2 separate regions of the Cyprinus carpio genome follow, and region 2 is linked to region 1. The links are chromatin contacts, called in public Hi-C maps. All regions are on one chromosome and are shown on one strand. The core of a region is the stretch at or near the end of the contact, and the rest is flanking DNA. Distances in the headings are between cores, read along the strand shown. Region 1 holds the start of LOC109107931 (laminin subunit gamma-1). Region 2 overlaps LOC109107931 (laminin subunit gamma-1).

Region 1 (5,532 bases), core at 296-2,795:
GTGTGGAATATCTCTGAGAAGAATAAAATCGTAGTCTCTGGGTAAGATGAGAGAGTATCTAGGCTATCTCTTGTATCTTTAGAGAACAATTGTGGATGAATGTGTTCAAAGTTTGAAGGTAGCAGTGAGACAATGCACAAACCTGGGCATGCCTGAGCTTGATGCAGTGGTATGGGGGGCAGAAATGAGTATTTGACAAAGTGTTGACACTCATTTCTCTTTTTGACATACAGGGATAAATCTAGCCCTCATTTCCCCTGTCCTGGATGTAGTATGACTAGGAGATTGATGGATAGACAGAAGTCTAGTACAGAGCTGCCTTGATTGCAAGGTCAGAGGTTTAATAGTACTGCTAGATGTCAAGATTTCTTAGCTCAAAATTGTATAAGCATATCTTTTGCTTTTTAGCATTTTAAATAGGCCGTGATGTCATTTTTGTGAAGGGAAATTTAAACCAATTTCTTTCCAACAGAGCAATTCTATCCTATTTAGAGAGCTATTAAACCAATTAATTAATCAATCTCCATGGTCGGTGATGATTGATTGTCTTGTTAAACACCAAAGTTTTGTTCTTTGATCACAGTTTGATTAAATCGTAATAGCGTTATCTAAAGGAATGCGTCTGAAGACCAGATGATGCTCGCTGTCGATGTAAGACACTCACTGGGTTCATGTAGAGTAGTATCAGATAGTATCTGCTATAGTTCTTATCAACAGCACACACACATTTTCAGATCATTCAGTACTCCAGCTCTCACTTTCCAATCAATCCATCGGGCAAACTTTATTTGGGAATATCAAGAATATAAAGTAGATTTTGAGGTGAAATATAACACATGATTTTGGAATAAAAAAAAAAAAGGAAAACAAATTACCAGAATTGCAATCTTAACTGTGGTTATTTTTTTAGTTAGTTAGTCCTGTGAAGGCTTTGAATATTCTAGCTGCGTAAAAACCTAAAAGTTGATTTTGAGGTAAGTGTGGGGCAAACTTTTAGAAGATTCTCTATACTTAGAAACAATGGTAAAATATTAATAAACAGCCCACAAAACGTAAGACTCATCTATTTAAAGTCTTGGGATTTATTCTTGCCTGGTAGAGTAGGTTTCTATATAACCTTGCTCTTTGACCCCACTGCTCACAGCAAGCAACAGCTATCATCTCCTAGTTATTCATAGCACGAGGGAATCATCCAGAAAGTATGTCTCTTTGAAGATAAAATGATAAGTACTTAACTGCCTGACTGCGTATGGACAGCTATTTGAAAGAGAGATTTTTTTCTGATGGCGAATCAAGCCATGGTTCAACACACATTTGTTTATCTATTTACGGATAGTTAGTGGTCAGTTCATCGTTCCGTTGAGAATCTGTGAGGTATGAAACTCCGGCCCCACCCACTCCTGGAGTGGACTGGGAAACTGACCAATTGGGAAAGCGCAAAGCCACGCCCATTTCACCCAAACTCATTTCGCCACGCCCACTCACGCCTCTCTGTCCATTTGGACTTGCCTTGTTTAGCGGGCCGGCGGTCCATCAAAGCATCCCTTCAGGCGGAAGTAGACGTAGGGATTTTTTTTTTTTTTTTTGGAAGTACTTTGACTTGCGCACTGGCTGCCAGGGTGTAGTCGGACAGTTCCTTTTCTCCAAAAGTTTTTTTCCCTATGGCGGTGGTTACAAAGCAGTAATAAAGTGAAGGTTTGCAAGAGAGAAGTCGCGAGGAGGTTAAGCCACAACTATCGCTTTTTGGAGGTGAAGCGATTACCACCATTTTCCGCATGAGTTTATTTATAAAACCACAAACTCGGTAGCTGGCGAGTTACAGCAAACTTTTTAAAGACTACGAGGACTGAAGGGATCAAGACAGTGACGGTAGCTACTTGAGGTCGCATAAACAAAAGGACACAATGTCGCTTTTTAGCTGTTTGTTATTATGGACTTTGTGGGCAGCGTGCAGTCACGGAGCGATGGATGAATGTATAGACGACTCCAATCGGCCTCATCGCTGCATGCCAGAGTTTGTTAACGCCGCTTTCAATGTAACTGTAGTGGCCACCAACACTTGCGGCTCGCCGCCTGAAGAATACTGTGTACAGACCGGGGTAACGGGGGTCACAAAATCATGCCACATTTGCGACGCCGGAGACCCCAGACACCACCACAGCGCTGTTTATCTCACCGATTACAACAACCAAGCGGATACCACCTGGTGGCAAAGTCAGACTATGTTAGCGGGCATCCAGTACCCAAACTCCATCAACCTGACCCTTCACCTGGGTAAGCAGCTTTCTCTTGTATTCTCGTGTCAGAGTCACAAAAATCTGCTTTGGTTTCCTGCGCTGTGAATAAAAGTTGTTCCAGAGTTGTGGCAAGTCGATTTAGCATTAGTTAAAGTTAGCATCTCAGTTTCATTGGTAGCTATTCATTAAAATTAGTCACCACCAGTATGTATTCGTTGCATACTGTAACTTATTTATTTGCTACTTAGTGACAACTACTTCATTGTTACTGGTGAAACATTTTTTTTATTGAAATTTATAGAGATCTCTGATTAAGATATTAACTATTCACTTTTGACTAGTAACCAATAGCTGATAATTTCACTATTACTAGTTACTATTCCCTATGTATTTCTTAGTTACTTTTTGGATAGTTGCTGGTATCTATTCTATTTGTTAGATTGTGTTATTAATCTTATTAGAAAGTAGTTATAATAAACTATTAAGTAGCCATGCTGACTAATCAATGTACGACGAGTTGGAAAAAAGCAAGGTAACATTTTACAATAATATCTTATTAGGTAACATGAACAGTACTTGTAGAGCATTTAATAAATGTAAATTGCAAAATGTAACAATAACTTTTTAAATCTAGATGTAATCAGTACTGTGAAAATGCATTGCTTATTATAATGCATTATATTTTATGCACAAATGAGGCTTATTGTAAACTTTAGCTTAGGCAGTTGTAGTGAGACAATAAATGCTAGTGTCTCATAAATAAATAATAGATTCCACTAAATATGTACTAATAACTTACTTTAAAGGTCATATGTTCTGTCCACTTTTTCAGTCTGCTCAGATGTGAAGCATATGGCAAATCTAGATTTCTGCATTATACTACTAATAGCGATCACTCATAGCTCAGTCATCATCACCACTCATATTTCATAGCTTTAGGCAATAATAAATCTGTGTGTTTCTAATCATCATGGTTAAACTTTTTGTTGTATTATATTGTTATGATATACTAGATGTCATTTAGCAAGAATCAATGCTTTTAAATACAGCTCAAACTTTACTGTTCTTCAGTTCTGGGGCCCATCAAGGAGAAGCCTTACCTAAGAAGATCATACAAGATACATACTCTGGGTTCAGAATCCCTGTTTTAGAAAATAATATAGACCCTCTGTTAGATCTGGAGTGACCTCTCTACTAGGCGGTGAATTTGTGCACATTACGCAAATCATTGAATTTCTTCCAGCATAAGCAGAACGCTTGGGTTGCAGGAGGAGGTTCTTCTGACTGTGGGAAAAGAGCAGTAATGTAACCAATTAATAGAGTCCCAGCAAGCCAGGACCTCTGTAGCCTCTCGTTCCCAAGTAGATGCAGCTATATACCCAAATGCAAGTATGTCTAATGAGCTGTAATCAGGGTGTCAATAAGACATTTGCATTTAGATAATGGAAGAGGAAGTGATTTGGCTTTTAATCTTTCTATCATACACTTGGCTAATTAGCAGCCATTTGTTAGCACATGGTCTCCAACGGGCCTTTTCCGTCAGACACCTTTTCTTCTAATTAACTTTAGTTCTTCTTGTTGATTTAGGCATTTTGCATTTGAATCCTGTCATTAAAACAGCGTGAAACTGACAGACATATAGCCTAATATTTGATGCGTTTCATCTTGATCATGCACCTTCAAGTAATGAAATTGACTAATTTGTTGAGCCACATTTTTATTTTTTATTTATTTGAAAAATGTGCTTCTATCATAGACTTCTAACGAACAAAATATTTAAAAATAAATGTAAATTATATATTTACACTCTTAAAAATAAAGGTGCTTCACGATGCCATAGAAAAAACTTTTTTTGTCTAAATGGTTCCACGAAGAATCTTTAACATCTGAAGAACTTCTGTTACACGAAAGGTTCTTTGTGGTGAAAGAAGGTTATTCAGATTCTAAAATCTTAAAATCTATCCTTTTACGCATCTTTATTTTAAAAGTATATAACATTTTTAATATGCATTTTGATAATTTTTCCCAAACAGTGTTTTTATGCATTATTCAAAAATACATTGTTTTAATGGGTTGAAGTGGACACGTATCTCTTTTTACACATCTTACTGAGAACTGAAGCCAAAATATCTGAGAAGATTCACAATTGTTGATTTACTTGTTTGTTTTGTTCTTCCATGGTTTTTGTTTTTTCCAAAGCGACTCTGTAGGTGGGAACCCACAAGTAGTTTGGGTCCCAGCCATAAGCTTTTATTTTATGTGCTCTGTCTTTGATGGCTTTCATGTTTATTCTGCCTTCGTTGGGATGGTCGAGGCGGAAGCAGGCATGTCTTAACATGACACTGCTGAGTCCTTAGAGAGCATGGAGATTTGGCCTGGCCTGGGGGGCAAGGACAGATGAGGAGGGTAGATTAGATTTACTATTGAACATTTCTGTATGTCCCACACTCGTTCTTTATTAAGCAGTTCTGGCTGGCCTGTCAAGCTTCAAGAATGCCGTGAGACTGAGAAATGTGAATCATCATCCAGACACCGGCTGATGAAGACTTGCAGACATATGCATCTGAACTTGTACAGGCAAATATACTGTATATAATCTGGTGGTTTAAAGAATGGTTAGGTTAATGGAAAATTGTTGATGCTGATGCTTTAAAAATGGTTTCTTGTCAGACACAGCCCTGAGGGTCTGCAGACATAAATTTAGCTATTCTGTGTCATACCCATCTAGAAGTGCCAATTTATATTTCTGTAGATAGGAGGATGTTTTTCTAGAATTGTCTTAGGTGTTGATGTTATACTTAGGTTCTAAAACAAGGACTTTTTAGTCAGCCATAGAATATTTACTTGTACACCCTTGTAAAGTATATAATGTTTTACTGTCTTTGTTATAAAAGTATTTATTTCTTTGAATTTTTTTATTATGAATTCAAGTCTGCATGGAATGAAAATTAATTGTTCATTCCCTCTCCTTTTTTCCTAAATGCATGTTATTAATCTTATTGCGAACAGTTCATCCTTGTATATGCAACATCATAATTTTTAGACTTAAATTTCTCTCTGGTGACATATGCCAGATTTTACAATTAACTGAAATATAATCGACTGTAAGTTTGTTTTGAAAATGACTCTGTTTAGTCGATTTGTGACCTCAGTATTGGATCTGAATGATTCACTTACAGAGTGAGTCTGATTCAAACAACTAACTTCCAAGTAAGTTCAAGATTTTTTTGTGAATTCTTTTGATTGACTCATTAAAAATGCACAATATCTTCTCTGTAGATATTTAAGTAGATTA
Region 2 (5,184 bases), core at 609-3,108, 33 kb after region 1:
AATGTGCGACTGCAGCCAAGTTACTTTTCCAAGATTTTTAATCCAGATTGAGCAACGTTCCGCAGCCTCAAACAAACCGCTCATAATTTAAAAGCATTTGCATGTGACGTGACATACAGCCAAGTATGGAGACCCATACTCAGAATTCGTGCTTTGCATTTAACCCATCCAAAGTGCACACACACCCGGAGCAGTGGGCAGCCATTTATGCTGTGGCATCCGGGGAGAAGTTGGGGGTTCGGTGCCTTGCTCAAGGGCAACTCAGTTATGGTATTGCCGGCCTGAGACTAGAACCCACAACCTTAGGGTTAGGAGTCAAAGTCTCTAACCATTAGGCCACGACTTCCCCACAAGAGAGAGATATAAGTGAGAGATATAAGTATTTGCGAAATATATCAGTAAAACAAAAATTTCCATTTACTGTATTTTCTGGAAAATAAGTTGCACCAAGTTGCTGTTGTAACTGCAATAGGAGAAAATCATTAAAAAAAATTGATCAAATAATAAAGTAATAGTAAAATTTATTTTATGTATTCCTAGCTGAATTTTCAGCAGCCACTACTTTAGTCTTCAATGCTACATTATCTTTCAGAAAATCATTCTAACTTGCTGATTTGGTGCTTAAGAAACATTTTTTATCATCACATATATTTAAAGGTTTTGCTGGTTGATATGTTTTTGTGGAAACAATATTTGAAACCTCTTTACTGTCACTTTTGTTCAATTCAGTGCATCCTTTATGTATAAAAGTTTTAATTTCTTAAGACAAAATCTTCAAGCCCCAACTTTTTCTTGGTGTATATTTATATATACATTTTGTTTTATTTATTTATTTTCATGGCTGAGCATCATGTTTTAGTTTTTATTTTATTTTATTTTTCATGGATGAGCACCATGGTTTTGTACCTTTGTGAAGTCGGCATCACATAAAAATAAATAATCAGCAAAACTATGCCATTTGTTTGTGCTACATTTGTGCTGATTTGTGCTGCAAAAACAAACGTTTGTGCTGGTTTGGTGTCTTTTAACAGCACAACCTGGGACAAATTGAACACAAACGTACGGCACCGGTTTAGAAAGATTTGGACGGCATTGGGTGGAGAGTGACATCACTGTCCCAAATGATGTTTGTTTTTTCTAAGAAGGGGATCATCAAATATATATGATGATTATTTCAACGGCACAAATCGAGCACAAATGAATGACACCAGTTTAGTGCGATTTAGACGAACTGGGGTGGAGAGTAACATCACAGCTCCCGATAACAATTTGGTCATATCTAAGGAAGGAAAATAGATGCAGTGTTTGTTTTAATGGCACAAACCCAACACAAACAAACTGCACTGATTTGGAGCAATTTGGGCAACATGGGGTGGAGAGTGACGTCACAGTCAAAAAAATTATGTTTAATGTCTCAAACACCAAACCAGCACAAATGTTCATTTTTGCGGCACAAATGAATGGCATAGTTTTGTTGATTTATTTCTTTTTACAGTGTGCCAACTTCACTGAGGTTTATTATGTTGCTTCATAAAAGCATCAGTTTTATTATTAAATAGGTTTATGACATGTTTCTGCCCGTTATACAACAAATAATTACTTTTATGCAGAAATCCTACTTTTACATTGTTGCATTTCACCAAAACTTGATATATTTCCCAAGACCACAACCACAGAGAGAAAAAAAAAATAAAAAAATTCTCAGACTAATTAGATGAATAAGAGACAGATACTCAACCCAATGTGAGCTGAGTCAGTCCTTCCGCGTGCTGACTGTGGAATTTGTTGTCAGGCAGAGAAAGCGGTCTGCATGCCAAGCTAAAACAAGATGCTGCCGTGGTTACAGGGAGACGAAAAGAGGTTAAGTGTGTGAGATATGAGCAGGAGTGGGTGGACAGCAGATAATGTATGGCTGAATTCATGCATGGAAGCAGGCAGGCTGGCTGCTGTGTGTTCGAGAGACCCGTGGTTCGCTGTCCAGGTGCTACGTCGCCTCCCGCTCGCTCAGCACAGCCAACAGTTGCAACATGTTACTAGGTGACACCCCCAGATTTCCCACCCCGTTCTGATTGTGCTTGGCAGTGCACAGACACAGCTGGAAAAGAGTGTGTGTGTGTGCATGTGATGGACAACGTGCAGTGTACATGCAAGACCTAGGACTCTTGGATCTGTGTTGATTTGTGTCTCCTCGAATTATTTGTATCATTTCTTTTTTTTCACCATTTGCTTTCATATGATGAAAATTCAAGTCAGTCCAAGTAGTCTCTAATTCACAAAAGAGAATTTATTATAGGTAGAGGTTTATATTCTTGTAGGACGGCACCTTTAATTAACAAAATTAAGCAGTATTATTATGGTAAACATTTGTTTTTGTTATTTTTATTTATTTATTTATTGTAACATTGTTTTTCAAATTTAATGTTACCTTTACCAAATGTACAATTTTAGCCCTGTCGCCAGATACTTCCATATCAGACATCTCATGTGGCGTAAAGCTATTAATACCAAAGGCCCAAACTCTTTTTATAGGAATGGATCTGTTTCGGTGGGTTTATGTGGCTGTCATGCCTGGTCTTTTATAGTAGTGTGTGAGAAGGAGTGAAGATGACTAGTTTGTTTGTGGACTTTGAAAATGATCCACAACAAACTGGCTTCACTCAACATCTGTCATTAATATCATTAGTTGATAATTAGCTGTTACTTTTATATGTTCTATCTTTTGTTTCCAAGCAGAGCTGATGGTTAAATTTTGTTGTATCACATTTCTTGGGGGCTGAAAGGGGTTAAAGTCAAAGTGCACTCAAATGTGAAAATCCTGTCATCATCGTTTTGCTTAAAACACATGATGTAAGTTTTCCGCGAAACACAATAGGAGTCCTGTTTGCTCTTTTCCAGACAATGAAAGCGGATGGTGACTATAACTGTCAAGCTCAAAAAATGGCCTTATGAAGTAATGCAAACATTTTAAACACAATATTCAGACTTTAGGCAGAATTTAGAGTCTAACTGATTTGTTTTATAATTCGAGTCTTTTGCTTTTAATGACGCCACATGAAGTAAAGCTGTTTTTGCTCTGATGACAGATTTATTTATGCAGCTCCAGTTCAAAAAAATAATCTGATGAGATAATGGACACTGTACTGCTTTAATAGATTTTAAAATCTTTTACAAATTGATTATTATTTAATATGTACTCAATTTAAAAACAATATAAATATGTAACATTTAGCTAAAATTATGCTGTGAAAAATAAATTTGTGATCTGCAGTAACAGTGACACAAAATTACTCGCACATTGCTTATAGATTTTGATTGTACTGCCCATTCCTAAATTATAGTATAGCTTTATGTGAGGAAAATCTGATATTATTGATGATCCAAACATTTCATTGTGATCAGTCTGTGTTTATGTAAGTTCCTCTGGGGGAAGAGAACTGTGGTGTCTTTGGCTCTCTTCCCAAACAGGAACATGCTCTGAATCACAGCTGTCAGCTACGGATAAGGTGTCAGACTGACTTTAGGACGTTTCCTCCTCAGTTCCAGCAGGGGTTTAATGGACTGAAAATGTTCACCATTGTTACAGGGTTGCCTGGCTCCACTTTGACCTCCTGTGTTATTCTGTCAGCCCCACTTGTAAAATCAACCCACTCGAGCGGTTTATAGCAAAACCATTGCATTCATTCCCATTCCCATTGGCACTCCCAGCATGTGGCCGCAAACAGGCAAAGTTCAACTGCAAGTACTGTGCGACATCATTCTACATGACATTTACATGTTAAATGTCGCACTGGTGTTTTTCTCTTCCCATGAAACCGTTCTGCAGACATTACATTGGCTCAATGTGACTCCAGCAGGTTTGGTTTAGATTAGAGGCCTGAGGATTTATTTTCTTTAGACATCTCCACACAGAACAGATGGGAAGAATTCTTCCCTGCTAAAACCACTGTAATAACAAAAAAAAATGTTACATGCTCATCTATGACTGCCCTTTCTCCGTCTACATTCTTGCTTTTATTGTCCCATTTTGTAATTTTTTTTTAAATGCCTAATTTGTCATTTTGTTTCTCTGTCAGGATTGGGTGACTGCCACGGACATCAGAGTGGCCCTGAACAGATTAAACACTTTCGGAGATGAAGTTTTCAACGATCCCAAAGTTCTTAAATCCTACTACTATGCTATCTCTGACTTTGCTGTGGGAGGAAGGTACGTTATTCGTTTCAACATCTCTCTGAACGCAACACAAGTTCAAGTCAACATCTCCAGCTGTTCTGGTCATGGATATCTCTGTTGCTTCACTCTCCTGCATACATGTGTTGGCTAATATATAGTTTAATGATGCATTCACATATCTTCCTTGTACTCAGACCATGAATATCAACAGCTCCATCTGGAATGCTGGACATGTGACCTGTAAGATGATATGAGGTTTTTCAGTGTGCAAACAAAAGAAATGAACCACCGTTTTGAAAGATTAGATCGTTGCGGTGTGAGTTTGCATGCTTTGAGCGAAATAAGTTGATTGGGATGCATTGCTTCATTTTAAAATCATGCTGCAAGGGAAAACTCACTCTCTGTGAGAGCGAACCTATAGTTAAGATAATAGCACAAGAATTCTTTGTTTTAAACCGTTTTGCTCAACTGTGTATGCGAAAAAGACCAGAACAATGAATTCTAGGTACAGAAATGAAATAATTACATCTTTACCTCCATATACTATGACCGTGAGCTTTAGGGATGAAGGACATGCTGAAGAAGCCTGTATGAGGGATCAGAGCGCTGTTGAACAAGTGTGAAACATCTCTAGGTGCACCGTTGCATGTCTTTTCACCTTAATCTGTTTGAAATGTGAAGCAGATTTCCATTACATAGCCCACATTCCCTACATTCCTGCATGGGAGTGCTGGATTACAGAGCGCAGTGGAACTGGAATGGGGCGGGCAGAGAGTCTGGAAAGGGAAGGGAACAAGGCCGAAGGGAATAATTTACACCTGCTGCCTCACGGCCTCTGAGATCCTGCCCGGAAGACATATCAGCTCTTACTGACAGCCGTATGTTCCTCAAGTGATCTGATCACCAGAAACGTAGCATCCTGGGAGTTTTATTGTAACCATGATAAATATATATTAGGATTAGGGAAGAATGCACATCTGATGAGTGCACATCCTCCACCAAGTTGTTATTCC

What was found. A called contact is a pair of places that touch in the nucleus more often than the background predicts.
Region 2: a Hi-C map of skeletal muscle shows a contact between it and region 1, with 4 times the contacts expected there. The contact joins the enhancer-like site here to the promoter of LOC109107931 in region 1. A contact is called at or near these places in 5 of 8 Hi-C or Micro-C datasets (liver and skeletal muscle).

Annotation. Positions count from the first base shown.
Region 1 is chrB2:20,135,415-20,140,946 of ASM1834038v1, forward strand. LOC109107931 (laminin subunit gamma-1) reads left to right here and starts at 1,546. Exons shown (of 28, transcript XM_042718564.1): 1 at 1,546-2,274. The coding sequence starts at 1,905.
Region 2 is chrB2:20,168,058-20,173,241 of ASM1834038v1, forward strand. LOC109107931 (laminin subunit gamma-1) reads left to right here. Exons shown (of 28, transcript XM_042718564.1): 3 at 4,074-4,204. Among protein-coding and RNA genes, the nearest start is that of LOC109107932, 24 kb to the right of the region's middle. Within about 2 kb of position 1,859, at least 1 of the 8 cell types and tissues checked has an H3K27ac peak or open chromatin away from gene starts, as enhancers often do. A contact at or near this core is called in skeletal muscle, where this site is marked.